Regions from separate parts of the Sorghum bicolor genome. Here region 1 is linked to region 2. The links are chromatin contacts, called in public HiCAR-type maps. All regions are on one chromosome and are shown on one strand. The core of a region is the stretch at or near the end of the contact, and the rest is flanking DNA. Distances in the headings are between cores, read along the strand shown. Region 1 holds the start of LOC110432642. Region 2 holds the start of LOC8061690 (serine/threonine-protein kinase CTR1).

Region 1 (4,307 bases), core at 337-2,836, 200 kb after region 2:
ACGCACACGTCGCACGAGTCGTCGTTAATGCTTTTGCCCGACCCGGACGCACGTTTGGCGGCCGCCCGGGTGACTGCTGCTGACTGCCGAGCGACGGACGGGACACGTTGGATGCATGCACGGCACGACCCCGGCCGGCGTCTGCGTGCGGCCGGCCCAGCCGATTAGTCCAGTCTCAACGAAAGTTTCAAAGAAGTTTTATTTTCAATTAATGTTGTAACACATCAGTAAATATGCTAAGTTGGCAAGATATTAATAAGGAGAGAGAGGAAACGAGTTTCATCCGGATGAAACCCAGCCGGCACCGATACCCAGACGATGAAATCCCCATTGAGACGATCGAGTTTCATTTCATCACGCTCGATGGGATCTCCTGCGATCTCCGACGCGCGTGATTCTCCGTTCCATCGCTGCCTCCCACCTTTCCCCTTCCTATTTCGCGCCAACTCCCTCAATCCCCAACGCTATAGTTCTTCGGGTGAGCGGCAGATCTCCATCGGCAAGCCGCAGGGGTAGGAGACATCACGAGCCGCCACCGGTGCTCGTGCCTTCCGTGGGTGGCGTAGGGACGTCGGCAAGCGGTAGGGCGAGCCGTCCTTGACAACTGGAGGTCCTTGCGACAGAGCTCCCTATGTACGACGGTGCTCCACAGCCGCCATCTGTGCCACCTCTGGCGATCTTCCCCAACTCTGAGACAGGGCTATGGCGTGGATTTGACAACGGTGCAGGCCATTCCCCAACTCTACGACAGGGCTCTGGTTTGGATTCTACAAATCAGTGGTAAGCTCGTATCTTGGTGGATTTCAATTTGTAGTTGTTGATCTGTGTTGGATAAAGAGAATGTCAGGAATTTCAATTTGTAGCCACAATTTTTTCCTGTAATTGAAAAATAGTTACTACAGACACACTTTAAGAGATGTATGCAGTTAGATTGTTACTTTGCTTTATTATCAGGACTTGTGTTGAATCTTAAATATTTTCTATGATTTGTTTCAGTATTCGTTCTTTAGAATCAGTGTTTCTAAATGATCCTGTAGCACATGTGTCAGTAGTGTTATTCATTTCAGCAACTTGGTACTAGAATATGCTTCACCTGCGATTTAATCAGTTTCATTTGATATAGGGAATTTTTTCGCAAGGTGGATTTGACATGTTGGATCACAATATTTTGGACGATTTCATCGCTGAGGATGACATCCTGGATGAGGTACTGGATCAAGCCATGGGGGTTATGAAGAATAGCATGGAAGCTCTTGAAAAAGAGGCAGACGATCATCGATTGCATCCGCCTAAGTACATCAGAAGGCCTCGTGAGGATTTCAGTCATCGTCTAGTGGATGATTATTTCTCTGACTGTTTATTCATCCAAAATTTTTCGCCGAAGATTTCGTATGGCCAGACCCCTTTTTCTGCGTATTGTTGAGGCTTTAGGCCAATGGTCAGATTACTTTACTCAAAGGGTGGATGCGACTAATCGCCAAGGACTGACTCCATTACAAAAATGCACCGCGGCTATTCGCCAATTGGCTAATGGCAGCGCTGCAGATCATCTCGATGATTATCTGAAGATTGGAGAAACTACGACAATGGAGGCAATGAAGAATTTTGTGCAAGGTATTATATCAGTATTTGGTGAACGATACTTGAGGCGTCCGACTGTGGAGGATACTGAGCGTCTTCTCAAAATTGGTGAGAAACGAGGATTTCCTGGTATGTTTGGCAGCATTGACTGTATGCATTGGCACTGGGAAAGATGCCCAATTGCATGGAAGGGGCAATTTACTCGAGGTGATCAGAAAGTGCCGACTATAATTCTTGAGGCTGTGGCATCACATGATCTCTGGATTTGGCATGGGTTCTTTGGGGTCGCGGGTTCTAACAATGACTTCAACGTTTTGAACCAGTCTACTATATTTATTGAACAGCTAAAGGGACAAGCTCCTAGAGTCCAATACATGGTCAACGGGAATCAACACAACATAGGGTACTATCTTGCTGATGGAATATATCTAGAATGGGCTGTATTTGTGAAGTCAATATCAATGCCCATATCCGAAAAGGATAAGTTATATGCACAGGAACAAGAAGGAGCAAAGAAGGATATTGAACGGGCCTTTGGTGTATTGCGCCGTCGATTTTGCATTTTAAAACAACCAGCTCGTCTATATGACCGGGATCAACTCCACAATGTTGTGCTAGCTTGCATCATACTTCACAATATGATAGTTGAAGATGAAAAGGAAGATGACCTAGAAGAGAATCTTGATTTGAATGAGGCTCCAAGTACAGTGATTGTCGAAGAACCGGAATTTCGTTCTGACCAATATGTTACATTTGAAAGAGTTTTAGAGAAAGATAGTGATATTCGGGATCGTTCGGCGCATCATCGGTTGAAGAAAGATTTGGTGGAACATATTTGGAACAAATTTGGATGTCGTCGAAACATGTGGTAAGCTCACAGGGCTTTTTCATCCCCATCAAGTTCTGTTGTAACCTTTTTTATATTCACTACTCCATCTTCTACCGGACAACAGTAACTTTTTTTTATTCACCACTTCATTTTCAGAAGCTGGAGTGCACGGTGTTTGGGAAATCACCATTGTCAAGATTTGGCTGCTAGTCTGCTACTATCCTTGAATGTCTACGGTGAACTGAGAGGCAGGCTATTAGAATATTTATTTTCAATCAGATGAACATCTATCTGAAATGTTATCGACTTGGCATGTTTAACGTACTTCATTTTTCTAACTGAACGGTAGCTTCGTCGTCCTATGTTTAATATACTTCTTTTGGCATGTGATAGGCTGATAGCACACCAGTGTGAGAATAACGCCAATGCCAAATGGCCACATAATGCACATGACACAGTTGATCATAACACCATACAAAATTAAATGCTACAGATTGCCTATGAAACTGTGCAATGAAACTATGCATTGAGAGAGCTAGTTTTATTTTTTAATCCAAGGTTTTAAAGCTGATGTGGCAGTCTTAGAAACAGTGAAATGAAACTTACCATTGAGACTGACCTATTCTTTTTCTGTCCACGGCCGCCGAAGCAGGCGCCCGTGAATCACCTGTCGCGCGAGGCGACGTTCGACGGCTGGACGCACGGGAGGAACGCGCAAGTGCACGTCGTCCGACCTGGGCCTTGTTTACCAGTCACATCGAATCTTGCGACATGTATTGAGCATTAAATATAGGTAAAAAAGATGATTAATTATATAGTTTACATGTAATTTACAAGATAAATCTTTTGAGCCTAGTTAACATATGATTAAATAATATTTGTCAAATAAACGAAAATATTATTGTTCACATTTTGCAAAATTGTTTTGCAAGTAAACAAGGCCCGATGCTGGTGGACAGGAAATTGAAGGGGCCGAGAGAAGCCCGCCAGAGTGCTGAGCAGCTCCGGGGAGAGAGGAATAGTAGCCCGCAAGGGTCTTGTCTGGGCCGTCTCCTGCTGGCTGTGGCGTTGTGCAGCAGTTCGATGATGCCCGCAGGCCGCAGGCCGCCAGAGTGCCCATCGGGCTTTCTTAGGATATAAAGTTTGGCTCTATATCCACGTAAAATTTATACAGCCAAAAAAATTAAAAGCTCAAGCCACAAAACTGAGGAACATTCTCTCCTACAATTGGGAACGCGTCGGCGGTCGTTGAGCTACTCCACGATAGCAAAATTCTTTTACGCCGTCTGATCTCCACTTTTACGGTGAGATTGGCCTCAGTCTCCTGTTGACAATATTCTCGAAGCCTCGCCACGTTCCTGTACATACTGTACGGTCCTGGGCCAATGGGGTGCTTCCAGCTAGGCTGAACTGCTACTGCAAATAAAAGAAGAGGCTGCTAAAAAGGGGAAGGGGAACGGCCATCATCGAAGCCATCTCCTCTGCCCCCAGTCACCTCCTCCCCTGCTCCGTCTCTGCCTTACTCCCTCCGTCGCCGTACTCCCCGCGCCGAGGTCGCCGTGCTCTGCCCTCCGGCTGTTCTATGGCGTCAGTGTGGGTGCATTCGCCGGTGCCGCGCTGAAACCCTAGCCGTGCAGCTGCGCCGGCACCCTCGCCGTCGGGTGGCCGCCAGCTCGGCCTCGGGGGTTACAGCACCGCGCTTCTCGCTGCTACCTTGCCTTATTTTCGCATCGAACGTTCCCTTCGCCGCATTGTTTGTCCTGCTTCTGACATCGGTCTCGCCGTCTTCCACCGCGTCTACTGTTTACAATTGGCACATTGGGTGAGTTCCTTTCTCTGTGTGTGAGGCTGCCGTACCTATGTTATTCCTCACAGATTTTCACAGGGGCTGTTCTTT
Region 2 (4,213 bases), core at 108-2,607:
AATGGAAGAATCATCAGGACGGACAGACTTGAGCGATTCCATGGAGGGTATGCGGTTCTCTTCCTGTACATCAGTGCATAGTGACCATACGAAGGGGTCCATCCCATGAATCAAGTAAAATCCATCTGATATTGTGCTGTTGTACGATAGCGAACCATTTACCTGAAAAAGCATTAGGAAGCAAGCATGAAACAGTAATCCAAGACGAGCTGCAAAGAATACCAATACAACAAAAAGATTTGTCTCGATAGGTAGTACAAAGAATTCCAACTGAACATATATAAATGTATCTTTGGTGGTGTTTGATACACTGACATACTGTATGATTTCATTTCACATGAGTTCAGCTACAATCCAAACATAAGATGTGGTAAGCATGAACTGCAGTATTATCTACCAAGTACCAAGTCAAACAACTGAACCTAAGGCTTTTGGTTACAGATTAATTAATGCCTTAATGGTTTGTTCAGCACTGTTTGTGACCATGTTGCAGCATTCTGACATCTGGATTTCTCATAAATCGCGAGCAGCCGTTTCCCGAAATGACACTAAGGCCCCGTTCCCCTTGCTAAATTTTAGTTAGCTAAAATTATTTTAGCTACTCTTGGGTGACTAATGGAACTAAACTATTGTAGCTCCTTTTAGTCAAAGTGACTAAAGTTTAGCCAGCTAAAATTTAGCAAGGGGAACCAAACAGGGCCTAAGTATTACATGAGAGAGAGAGAGCATAGAACTGAGTGCTGACCCAGAAGCGATGCGAGAGCGACTCCGCAGAGGGCGCGGGCTGCGCGAGCGGGAAGGCCCTCCCGTTACCGCTGCCCCTCCCGCTTCCTGAATCGCCTGGGTCGAGGAAGCCCGGGTCAGCGGCGCACGCAGCGTCGGCGCAGAGTCGGAGCGCGAGCGCGAGCTGCAGCTGGTAGGTCTCCTCGGCCTGCTGCGCCCAGCTCTTGCAGGGAGAGCCAGCAGCCCCGGGCGGCGCCGCTGCCGATCCAGGCGGCGCGACCCCCGCGGCCGAGGCGGGGGGTTGCAGGTGGAATGGGTAGTCGCTGGAGGTCGAGATAGAGCTGCCGGCGCCGTAGCTGCTGCCGCTGGACTGGCGCTGCAGGACGTTGGCGGGGGCGGGGGCGGCGTCGTCGGGGAACTGGGGAAGGAGGGAGTAGGTGGTGCGGCGAGCGGCGCCCGGAGGCAGGTCCATGGCCGGCGAAACCAAACCCTAGCGTCGGCGTGGCTCGTCGGCCGGGTCCGCTCCCCTGAAAGTGCAGGCGGTTAGTTTTTGGTGGGAATTGACGGCGGGTGGGCAGGGTTGGACCAAGTCGCCGTCGGTAGTAGTAGTACTAGGCTAGAAGAGGATAGCAGTAGCAACTTGCAGGGAGGCAGCCGCTTGGCTAGCGCCAGGAAAGAGACGTGCGCTGAGCGCAGTGCGCTACGCTACTTCGGGCGACCGCGCGCGTCGCGTGGCTGCGGATAGGAGCAGCGGCCACACACAGACCGACAGACAGCAGCCGGGAAGACGAACCAGACCGACCGCCGCTCACGCCCGAGTCACTGTGGGATGTGGTGCGGACGGTCGGTTCGGGGGAGGCACGGGGTTGTGAATGTAACTGCCTTTGTTCAGTTTGTAAAATTTTTGATTTTTTTTTTTGTTACGATAGCACTTTCGTTTTTATTTAACAAATATTGTCCAATCATAGAATAACTAGGCTTAAAAGATTCATCTCACAAATTACAGATAAACTGTGCAATTAGTTTTTATTTTTGTTTATATTTAATGCTCCATGCATATGACCAAAGATTCGATGTGACGGAGAATCTTGGAAATTTTTGCGAACTAAACAAGGCCTGAGCTTTGCATTTTATAAAAATAAATAAATCTTTATATATTACTGTCTTCGTTTCATGTGGAGTTCAAAACTTCTAAAATTTGATCAAATTTATATAAAATTATACTAATATTTCTGATGTTCAACAGCTATCATTAGATTAAGCATAGAGTATATTTTCACAATAAAATTACTTAGAAATACGAATATTAATACTATTATTTCTATATTTGTACTCAAATTAAAAAAATATGACTCCTCGAGAAGCGAGATGTACATTTATTTTAGGACCAATTAAATATATTATTTTATTATGAGAATAATACTTCATTTGGTTTTCACTTTACGAAAAGTTAAATATTTCTAACTTTGATTGAACATATACAAGAGATTATTAATATTTATGATACATCGTATATGTTGAATCTATTTTTTTCTTGTGTAAATTAAGATTGCTGACATAAAGTGTAACACCCCGAAATTTCTATTTCGGGTTGCTATTTTAGGTTGCTATTAGAAAACACTAAATAAAATAAAGAATTTGGTAAAAAAATATTCCAAGATTTAATTAGTTTTTGTCGATATAAAATGAGAAAAATGTGGTTTTATAAAAGAACACTAAATAAAATAAAGAATTTGATAAAAAACGTTAAGTTTTCTTTTGACTAAGGTAATATGGGTGAGTTTTTAAGTTAAATTTTTCATTCAAAGAGAAGAAATTTGTTGTACATATGGTACTCTTGAAATGTGAGCATAGTAACAATACCTAATCCTAGTAACAATACCTCATCTGCCGAGGCTAAGTTTGATTATTTGCTCAGGACGAGCAAAGGTTAAGCTTGGGGGATCTTGTTGACGGTGGATATACCATAGAAATCCACACTTAAAGCACCGTCAACACACCTCGGTTTCAAGGAAGAATAGCATAACATGAACATATTTTATCAATAACTAGTTCCACTTGTACTCTTAAGCTTCTTATGACAGATAACACAAAACTTAGCTTGGGAGGTCCCACATAGGGGGTTGGGCAACCCCACTATGGGCCCACCTTGAGCTGAGATTTGGCCTTGGTCCATGCCAAGGTCCCTAGAGTCCATTTCCACCCTCAGATCAAAGTGTATTTCCATTCAATGGTAAAAGATTATTTCACGTGGATCCATAGGCCCACATGGAAGCAAGCATGCATGATAAATTTTACCAACTATCAGAGCCACTTCACATGACAGGTGGGGACACCTTCTAGAATCTCTAGCCGGGCCCACCACTTAGTGAGGGGGTCGGCCGATCCCTACCTTGTGGGATTCCAAGTCGGTTGGCTCCTCACCAACTTGGACATGCTTCCCACGTGATGGTTTCACCAATGTCGTCCATTTATGGTGGTTGCAAGGTCGGTTAATCCAAGGGTGGAGAGGCATGGAGCACACGGATTGCTGACGTGGCACCCCCTCTCCTTCCTCTATAAATAGAGGTTGTCTCCACCCTTGAGAAGCATCCCCAAGATCTCAAGAGGCCAACAAGGTCCCAAGATTCGTAGGATCCATAAGTAGCAAGAGTAGTAGTAGTTAGTCTAGAGTGGGAGTTAGAGTCAAGTTAGGGTCTCCGGAGCCGTCTTCTGGATAGTCTGATATAGCTCTTGTAGCTTTCCTCTTTTGTAAGACTTTCCTTTTATTAATATATCTTTCTTTCTTTACTTTACTTAGTATTTAGTTAATTATTTACTTAGTGCAAGTCTATAGTCACTATAGTCTTGTTGTGTATTTGTCTTAGTAGTATAGTTGCCTTAGTTGGAGTGGTTTCCTGTACCAACTCTTTGTGTGTGTGTATCATCGTCCTATCTCGCATAGAAGCTTTAGCTATCTACATGTTAGCAAGAGTTATAAGAGTTAGTGTAAGCGCGGTGCTTAGGGTAAGGCTCACTATTGGTGGTGTCGCTGGTTTGATCAGACAGTAGGAGCGCACTGGCGGGAAGTGATAGGTCCTCCTTGGCATTAGGATTTCTCCTCACGTACAAACTAGTTCTTTAAAAGGCAGGGCACCCATAAGAGTATAGTCACTCAAGCAGGGGTTCTGTCTCCTGTTTTCTTGGCTATCCCCTTCATACAAGTTGTAGGAGTCAGTCTAGCTAAGTCAGTTATCTATTAGGATTAAGGCCACAGGAGTAAAGTTAGATACATAGGAGTCCTATACTCACTCGTTGTCCTTCCACCTAGCTAACACTGTATTAGTTATCCTTAGATTAGATTCTTTGCTACCTTACTTATCTACCCTTTCTATCATTTACTTACCCCCCTTCTTCACTAGTCAATACTAGATTATAGTAGACATAAAGATCGCTCTTGCCTTTTATTAAACATTCCTAGCACTACTTTCTCTTAGGATAAAATAAATCA

What was found. HiCAR-type assays count read pairs that join an accessible place to other places.
Region 1: a contact with region 2 is called in a HiCAR-type map of leaf, with 4 times the contacts expected there. The contact joins the promoter of LOC110432642 here to the promoter of LOC8061690 in region 2. A contact is called at or near these places in 2 of 4 Hi-C or Micro-C datasets (both in leaf) and 1 of 1 datasets of contacts at active chromatin or transcription factors (leaf).

What each region holds. Positions count from the first base shown.
Region 1 is chr2:19,733,547-19,737,853 of Sorghum_bicolor_NCBIv3, forward strand. It overlaps LOC110432642, which reads left to right and starts at 1,587. Exons shown (of 9, transcript XM_021453418.1): 1 at 1,587-1,731; 2 at 3,857-4,232. The coding sequence starts at 1,587.
Region 2 is chr2:19,532,622-19,536,834 of Sorghum_bicolor_NCBIv3, forward strand. It overlaps LOC8061690 (serine/threonine-protein kinase CTR1), which reads right to left and starts at 1,358. Exons shown (of 17, transcript XM_021454079.1): 1 at 746-1,358; 2 at 1-162. The coding sequence starts at 1,195. It overlaps LOC110432263 (a long non-coding RNA gene), which reads left to right and starts at 3,367. Exons shown (of 2, transcript XR_002449681.1): 1 at 3,367-3,474.